Regions from separate parts of the Sus scrofa genome. Here all the other regions are linked to region 1. Evidence: chromatin contacts called from public Hi-C and HiChIP or PLAC-seq data. All regions are on one chromosome and are shown on one strand. Each heading gives the region's core, a stretch centred on a gene start, on an enhancer-like site or on the middle of the called end of the contact. The rest is flanking DNA. Distances are from core to core; before and after follow the strand shown.

Region 1 (2,700 bases), core at 62-2,561:
CCCTTTAAATTATAAGTTTAAAACAAATATAAAATGTGTATCACTTGTGAAACAGGAAAAAAATTAGTATTTTGCCTTCATATACTGCATAGTATGGTGCAATAAAGTTGACTTTATGAAACAATCTTTAATAATAGATGTTAATCTAAACAACATTCTTTACCTAAAATCACTTCTATTTAACACCCAAAGAATGACAAAAGTGGCTTAAAACGTTCCCAGGGATACTATGAAAGGGTGAAAAACAACACAAGATTAAAAATGTTTATGTAATGTTTAAGAACCATGGGTTTTTGAGTCAGAGCTGGGTTATAATCTAGATGCTCTCCTTGGGAAAATGATCTGAACTCTCTAAACTTTCAATTCTTTCATCTGTAAAATTGCGGGAGTACCCGTCGTGGCACAGTGGAAACGAATCCGAATAGGAACTATGAGGTTGTGTGTTCGCTCCCTGGCCTCGCTCAGTGGGTTAAGGATCCGGTGATGCCTTCCCTGAGCTGTGGTGTAGATTGCAGAGGTGGCTCGGATCTGGCGTTGCTGGGACTGTGATGTAGGCTGGCAGCTGCAGCTCCAATTCTACCCCTAGCCTGGGAACCTCCATATGCAGCGAGTGCGGCCCTAAAAAGCCAAACAAAACAAAACAAAACAAAAACAAAACAAAAAACCCAAACCGAAAACCAAACCAAAACAAAAAACCCCAAAAAACAAACAATTGGGATGATACAATATCATAAGTCTGTTTTAATGGTCAAACCAGATTTTGTAGAAGTACAGAACCTGTCACAAGGTAAACCCTCAATACATGTTAGTTATCTTCCCCACTTCTGGGTTAAGGAAGAGGGTGGATAAAGAGGAAGAAGTCTCCACCTGCGGCCTACTTCCTTAAGGAAAAATCTGTAGGCTACCAGTTATCTTTGCTAGATACATACATCACTTTGCATGCCCACTAAGTACATTCCATCTTTCGTTCAGTCACGTCACTCTTAAGGTGCAGGGCTCTGTCCTTTCTGCACTTTCTTGGCCCCTACTCCCAAACCGCGCTTCCCAGTCCACTTTTCCTAGTCACTCATTCCTTTCTGCCCCGCCTAGAAATCCTGGCTTTCACCCCTCTTTCTTGATCTGACTTTCCCGCCCTAGAAGTTCTTGGCCAATCGGAGAATAAATTTGTCTCATCTCTCCAGGCCTCTTAGAGAGGCTAGGAGGAGGGCGACTTGTGATTGGTCTCTCCGGAGCCAGAGTTCGCCAATAACGTGCGGACTTTTTGGTGAACCGGGGCAGCTAGTATTGTCGCTGGTGATTGGCTGGAGTGGCTGAAACCCAAAAATGGCTGCGAGCCCCTCTGTAGTCCCAGTGACTGCTGTAATGCCGGTCCTGTCATCGAGTGGCGATTTCTCAAATTTGCGAGAAATTAAAAAGCAGCTGCTACTTATCGCGGGCCTTACCCGCGAGCGGGGCCTACTGCACAGTAGCAAATGGTGAGAGGTCGGGGTCCGGGGAGGACCGGGCTTGGCATCCTTGGCCTTGGGGAGCTCGAGCTGATTCAATTTGGTTGGATGTTCCAGGTCAGCGGAGTTGGCCTTCTCCCTTCCAGCGTTGCCTCTGTCCGAGCTGCAGCCGCCGCCGCCTATTACAGAGGTAAGGACATCTTAGCGGGTCCTCCCCATCATCAGAAGAGATCCTGAGTGCCTTGTCACCAGTTGGGAACATACTGCCTGGCAGGAATGTTGGGTAGAGGGAATTCAAGCTTTTAAAGAGCTAAGTGTTTTAAGCTATTTTATCTAAATGTTTTAGCTAAGCTTTAAAGACTTAGTAGTGTCCTTAGTTAAGCTGGAGAGAGTTAGTAAACAATCCTTGCTTAAGATTCCAGCCTTTTAGGTTTCAGAGCCCAACAAGGAGAAGAATCAGAGGTTTTTACAACAGTGCGAAACCAGCTTTGGATTCAGACAGCTCTAGGTTCAAATATCAGCCATAGTAGTAACTTTTGACAACTTACTAACCTCCTGAGACAAAGATACCTTATCTGTGAAATGCAGATAATAGTATTTACTTTACAGGGATATTGAGAGATTTAAATGAGGAATACATTTTAGGTACTATATACAGCATACGTTTACATAGTCTCAATAGTCTGAAAGATTTTCATCATAATCCATTTTGTTTTTCCTGAAGCTGCCGTTTTTTTGACACACCCTTTACACGTAAAAACAAGAAATATTTAATCCAAAAGGTATTTGGAGGTCAGAGGGGCAGGAGAAGAAATAAGCAAATGATGAATAGGTGTGAAAAGGGCCACTAGAATCCTAAGCTGAAATGGCCATATTTAGGACACATGATCATCCAGTGACAAAAACATTGGATACATTTTGGTTCCAGTTTCATGCTGGTAATACATGCGCAAGGAGGATGAGGAGAATGAAATTATTAAAATTTTGATCAGCTTATCCCTAGAATTCATGGGGATTGTATGTTTTTACCTTAAATGTGCATCATTTCATTTTTTTTTTAAATAGAGAATTTGCTTTTGCAATACTAACATGTTAAAACTTTATCCAAGTACAAAAATTATAAGTAACTGCACAATATATTGTATTTTTGTGGAAATTTAAAAGCCTAGAGAAGGAAGGGAATGCCAGTATTAATGCTTGACATTTTTCATGACGTTTTCACTTTTTCCTCATATCAAATCTGTATTACTTGCTC
Region 2 (2,700 bases), core at 95-2,594, 210 kb before region 1:
ATGCGAGGAAAGGAAGGGAAACCCCACTTGCATCCCTGAGACACGGGAGCACTGCTGCGGTGAAGGGCGCGCTACAAAAGCCGTGGGGCAGGACCAGATGCCAGGATGGTGGGGCAGGGGGCTAGCCCTCGGCATAGGCCACAGCTTACCTGCGGTCAGGTGCTCGTAGGGCTGCTCGCCCGCCTCCCCCTGAGGGTTGAAGGCGCTGCTGCTGCTGCTGTTGCTGCTGCCCCCTCCACCTCCACCGCCCCCGCTGCTGCTGCTGCTGTTGCTGTTACCGCCGCTGCCCTCGGGGGCTCCGGCGGCACCGAGGAACTGGGGAGCCCCATTGCTCAGCAGCATCATCTCCTCCAGCTTAGGGTAGTTGTCCATGGTGGGCGAATGTGGAAAGGAGCCGAAGGGGTCGGAGATCTGCAGTGGGGACATCAGCTGCATCTCGGCCTTGGCTGCCGCCATCCCGAACCGGCGGGCTGGAGAGCTGGTGTTGGGGCGGGTGGGCGCAGCCTGGGGCTGGAGCTGCGGGGGACACCTCTCGGGGGCCTGGCCAGGTCACATGCGGGGCGCGGTGCACACTGTGGAAAGCGCAGGTGGGGTCTGCAGGCTCGCCCTCGCCGCCGGCCGGTGTAGCCGCGGCGCTGCTACCGAGGCTGGGGTAGGGGCCGGTCTTTCGGCGGTGGCGGCAGCTGTCGGCGGCGGCGGCGGCGGCAGCTGTCGGCGGCGGCGGCGGCGGCTCCCCAAGTTCTGCGCGCTGGGATCTCTCGCGACTCCCCGGATCCGCCTCTATTTGAAGGGTCTGGAACGGCACGGACCCGCCTCCGTCGTGACGTACATGGCCATATATGGGAAGCAGGAAGCCCTAATATGGCAAGACCGGCCGGGAGGACCCGGAGTGACGCGAAGGCCCCTCTCCGAGAGCCGTGGGCACCGCCATCCCGCACCTCGGGCCTCATGCCGGCTCCCGCACCCGAGGTGCCACGGCTTCGAGGAAGCTTAGCACCCAAGCCGCAGCTGAGAACTCCCGGACTCAAGCTGCTCCGAAACTCCCCGGCCTTGCCCCCGCCCCTTCCCTCCGCCTTCTTCCCTCCTCCCGGAGCCGGAAGCAGCCAGGCCATATCGGGGCGCTCCAAATAAGGCGCTGCCCAAATAAGGGTGGTTCCGGCGGGGGATCCTTCCTGCTCCTTATATGGCGTTTCCGGGTCGCTGCTTGCTGTTCCCTGGCGCCCTCCCTCCTCCCTGGTTCCAAGCCGGGAGCCCAACTCGCGCAAGAGCCGGGGACACCCAGGCTGGGGGGGTTCGGGGAGCGGAGCGCTAGGCGCACCGCGGCTCCTCGGCGAGGACTGGGCTGGGAAAGCCCGGGCCCGGGGCGGGGGCGAAGGCGAGTCGGACTGGGGTTCTCGTGCCGTCATCCAGGGCTCACCCGCCCACCTCTGGGACCGTGGGAGCCGGGCGGGAGAGAAGGGGAGGAGCGGCTGTGCTGGCCGGGGCAGAGGCCGCCCAGGAAAGGCGGGGCCCTGACCCCCAGCCTCGGCCAATGGCACGGCGCCTTTCCAGGTGTCGCTGGGGAAGTTGAGGCTAGGAAATAACAGCAGATGGTTCCTGGGTTCCTGGGCAGTAAGGTGCGGTGCGGCGGCCACCTGCTTCTCCTCCATCTGCCAATGGGCTGGGGCTGTTGGGGCCTGGGGATCCCTCTGCGCCATCAGAACCGAAAGACTGTTTCTCGTCCCTGCTGGGGAAAAGCCCACGTTTGGGTGGCTGGACGAAGGAAACTGGTTACCCCTGGAGAGACCTGAGTCCTGTTCACACCAGGAGCTAGTGGTCCTTGTGATAATGGGAGACTTTCCCACCTTTATCCGGAACAGGTGGAGGAGGGGCGGGCGGTGTGGGAATCTGAAAAGGAGGCTTTTCTATGGGCTCTCTGGGGACCCCAAACTAGCCCGAAGAGAGGACTTCCTTAGCGGCTTGGTGCTGCCCTCTGGAGGTCCCCTCTCCGGCTCGGTTCCCCCGGCCCCTGACCGTGTGGGCTCTTCCGCCGCCTTTTTGCTCCCCCTCCCGGCTCCTGTGCTGGGCGCCGCGCCAGGCCGGGGGAGCCTTAGACGCAGTGAACGCGAACTGAGCAGGCGCCGAAGCCCGGGCTCCCCCTGCAGTCCCCGGGGAGCCGCCACCTCCAAGGCGGGATAACACTCCCCTTTCCGAGCCAGGCCAAGGTGGGGGTGGACGGGAGGAGGCTGGAATGGTTCCCGGAGGTCTCCCGGGACCATGCAAACACCAACGGAGAAGCCCTCCCCATTCCGTCCTCACCCGACTCCCCACCGTCAAGCGCACACCCCACACAGAACAGGGATTCCGGTAGGCTCCTGCTCTAGCTCTGAATCCAGGGGAGGTGGTGTTTTTCTGAATTTAAAAAGAAAGCAGAGAGTCTGTGTGTGGAAGGAAGGTGCTGACGACACTGGGAGAGAAGAGAGTGAGCTAGGGTCTCCTTGAACCGAAACAGCTTCCGGAGGTAGGGGTCGAAGAGCAGGGGTGGGGGACACTCCCACCGCTTAAGGAGTGGTCCATTAGGGGCAGGGGCAGGAGTGATGAATCTCTCTGAGGCCTCCTGCTGGGCAGCAAGGCCGGGCGGGTCAGAGTCAGGTGTCGTGTCTAAATGCCCATTTTGCTACTCCCTGGTGGGTTACCTTGGCCAAGCTTTTTGACTCTCTC
Region 3 (2,700 bases), core at 58-2,557, 240 kb before region 1:
GTCTATACCTATAAAAGAAGCTTGAATGTGTGTTCTCACTGACCTGTCCCTAACCACAGGGCGATACTTCGATGAAATCAGCCAAGACACGGGCAAGTACTGTTTTGGAGTTGAAGATACACTAAAGGCTTTAGAAATGGGAGCTGTAGAGATTCTAATAGTCTATGAAAACCTGGATATAATGAGATATGTTCTTCATTGCCAAGGCACAGAAGGTATGAGAATTAGAAAATAAGAACACTGCTTGTTACTGGGCTGTATATTCAAGAAGCCTGAGGTGGAGATTTGGGAAAGATGGCTAATTTCAGGAGCAATCAAAAGGCAGATCTAGATCTTGTTCCCACTCTTTCATTTTGTATCCCATTCCTTCATAGATTTTTCTGATTGGACTGATAAACATTTGCTTGAGATTGTTAAATTTTTTGAGGACAAAGGCTATATGTATACTAAATGTTTTTAGTATTTCTTTGTGATAGGAGTGGTGTGCCTGATAGACATTATTCAGTCACTGCATGCTGACTAATGTGCTTATGAAAAGAAAGTTGATAGAATGAGTTCAGGAGCCCTTTCATCTAACCTAACTCATCTCATAGGACTTAAACTTGTTAGTATATGAGAACCAGGTTAACACATTTTTTTCCCCTAATACTGCAGAGGAGAAAATTCTCTATCTAACTCCAGAACAAGAGAAGGATAAATCTCATTTTACAGACAAAGAGGTATGTCATTGTTGATTTTGTTTGGCAGTGGATGCAAGGAGACATAAATCCATGTGTTAGAGCCCTGGCGGCATAGAGCAGTATCAGCCTTGGGAAACCAAACTTCATACTTGTCGGCAGTGGGAGTACTGGGAGGTGGTCAGCTCTTATCTGCCACGTACGGATCTGATTCCAAGGAAGGAGGCCAGGTCATAGTTTATGGTAGAGAGGAAGATTTATTTAAATAATGCCTCTCCTTCACTCCATGTACTTTACCAGTTCTTCTGCTGAAGCAGCTTTTGCAGATTTGGCCTAAATGTATCACCACAGCTCAAAGTGTCACCTGCTCAACACACATTCTTGTAATTGGTAGCTTCTTCATATCCTAAGTTGAGGGACTTTGGCTTTTTATAAGGCTGCTCTAAAAAGCAGTGCTGGTATATCTCTTGGCTGTTGAATGAGTGCTGCCTAGAGACACTTTGCAACAGCCTGACTTCTAGAGACAGCAGGAGGAACCCTAAGTTGCAAAACTGCTAAGTGTGTGTTAACATTTCATTACTGAAGCTAGAGCCTGGGGGAAAATGTTGTTTGAAGTAATCAGAATTTCTGTGCTGTTGCAATCACGTCACCACAAACGAGAATTCATTTACAGCTTTACACACATACATAGAATGAGAGGAAGGAGAATGTTGGCAGGCAGGGGAGCACGTGCCCCTGTTTTGATACATCCTAATCCTGTTTATGTGTCTCCTGGCTGCCCCTGCAGACAGGACAAGAACATGAGCTGATTGAGAGCATGCCCCTGCTGGAATGGTTTGCTAACAATTATAAAAAATTTGGAGCTACGTTGGAAATTGTCACAGATAAGTCACAAGAAGGATCCCAATTTGTGAAAGGATTTGGTGGAATTGGAGGTGAGTAGCAAAATCAGAAAACTAAAAATTAAGGTCTTAGGCCACAGTCTTTCCTAGCTATCCCAAAATTACTTCAGGTGGGGTATGCTCATCCATTGAGGCAGCATGTAGCCACAGGTTCCTTGGTTGGGACCGTTTTTATCATCACCTCTTTGCTTTCTATAATTCTGCAAGTGGATTGGGCTTCCCTTTAAATTAGAGCGAACTGTTCCCCCCACCTCGGTTCTGTGAACCACACGTATTTACTCCTTTTTTTTCTTTCCTCCAGGTATCTTGCGGTACCGAGTAGATTTCCAGGGAATGGAATACCAAGGAGGAGATGATGAATTTTTTGACCTTGATGACTACTAGGTAGTCGACATGGGTCCGGCAAAACGTGCCTCACCCTCCAGCATCCAACCCAAGGAGCATACCCGTGGTGGAATCCAAACAGATCCCTGCCTTACAATTGGAACACTTCCGGAACTTAATCCATGAGCATTGGATATTGAAAAGAAAACCGAAACAAAACCAGACCCAACCCTACACTTTGGTTTGTCATGGTGTCAGCGCAGCAGCCTACAACTAAGTTCCTAAATGCCACTTTGGACTAATTTAAAAAGAATCCCAGTTTTTACTTTTACTCGATGGTGAAATTGGTTGCTCTTGTATTTTATGAAAAAAAAAAATGATTTTTTTAACCTTCATACATAGAAGCAAAAATACTTTAACTGCTGTAAACCTTCAAAAGTTAATAGAAATGAGATCATACTGGTTTGTTTCTTATTTTGATTGGAGAAAAATTAAATTGCTGCATTTCGCAGTGACCCATTTACATGGCATTCTCAGCTTAGACTGCATAAGAAGAAATATATGTGGTGAAATGTTGGAACCATTTCTCTCTCGGTCTCTGTTTAATGTTGAAAGGGTGAGCTAATAGGAGACAGATTCAACTTCACTCCCTCACACTACCCTCCCCCTCCAGACCGTCACTTTCAAGGATGCAGATTGCATTGCAAAGACAAACTGACACATGAAGCATTTGGGCCAGTGCTGTTACTTTCAATCTGTTTTGCTGGCGCATTCGCGCCCGGGGTTTGGGAGCCCTT

The links. A called contact is a pair of places that touch in the nucleus more often than the background predicts. HiChIP or PLAC-seq counts read pairs in DNA pulled down with a chosen protein or histone mark.
Region 2: a Hi-C map of liver shows a contact between it and region 1, with 3 times the contacts expected there. The contact joins the promoter of EGR1 here to the promoter of CDC23 in region 1. A contact is called at or near these places in 1 of 5 promoter capture datasets (fetal liver) and 1 of 47 Hi-C or Micro-C datasets (liver).
Region 3: a contact with region 1 is called in an H3K27ac HiChIP or PLAC-seq map of alveolar macrophages. The contact joins the enhancer-like site here to the promoter of CDC23 in region 1. A contact is called at or near these places in 5 of 47 Hi-C or Micro-C datasets (embryonic fibroblasts, mesenteric adipose tissue, retroperitoneal adipose tissue and 1 more) and 2 of 2 datasets of contacts at active chromatin or transcription factors (alveolar macrophages and skeletal muscle).

Annotation. Positions count from the first base shown.
Region 1 is chr2:140,229,386-140,232,085 of Sscrofa11.1, reverse strand. CDC23 (cell division cycle 23) reads left to right here and starts at 1,311. Exons shown (of 16, transcript NM_001267826.1): 1 at 1,311-1,475; 2 at 1,563-1,635. The coding sequence starts at 1,324.
Region 2 is chr2:140,439,473-140,442,172 of Sscrofa11.1, reverse strand. It overlaps EGR1 (early growth response protein 1), which reads right to left and starts at 1,344. Exons shown (of 2, transcript XM_003123974.6): 1 at 150-1,344. The coding sequence starts at 456.
Region 3 is chr2:140,473,413-140,476,112 of Sscrofa11.1, reverse strand. ETF1 (eukaryotic peptide chain release factor subunit 1) reads left to right here. Exons shown (of 11, transcript XM_003123975.6): 8 at 60-215; 9 at 655-719; 10 at 1,465-1,612; 11 at 1,881-2,700. The coding sequence ends at 1,963. All of the region lies in intron 2 of LOC106509575 (a long non-coding RNA gene), which reads right to left. Among named protein-coding and RNA genes, the nearest start is that of ETF1, 30 kb to the left of the region's middle. Within about 2 kb of position 1,307, at least 1 of the 83 cell types and tissues checked has an H3K27ac peak or open chromatin away from gene starts, as enhancers often do. A contact at or near this core is called in alveolar macrophages, where this site is marked.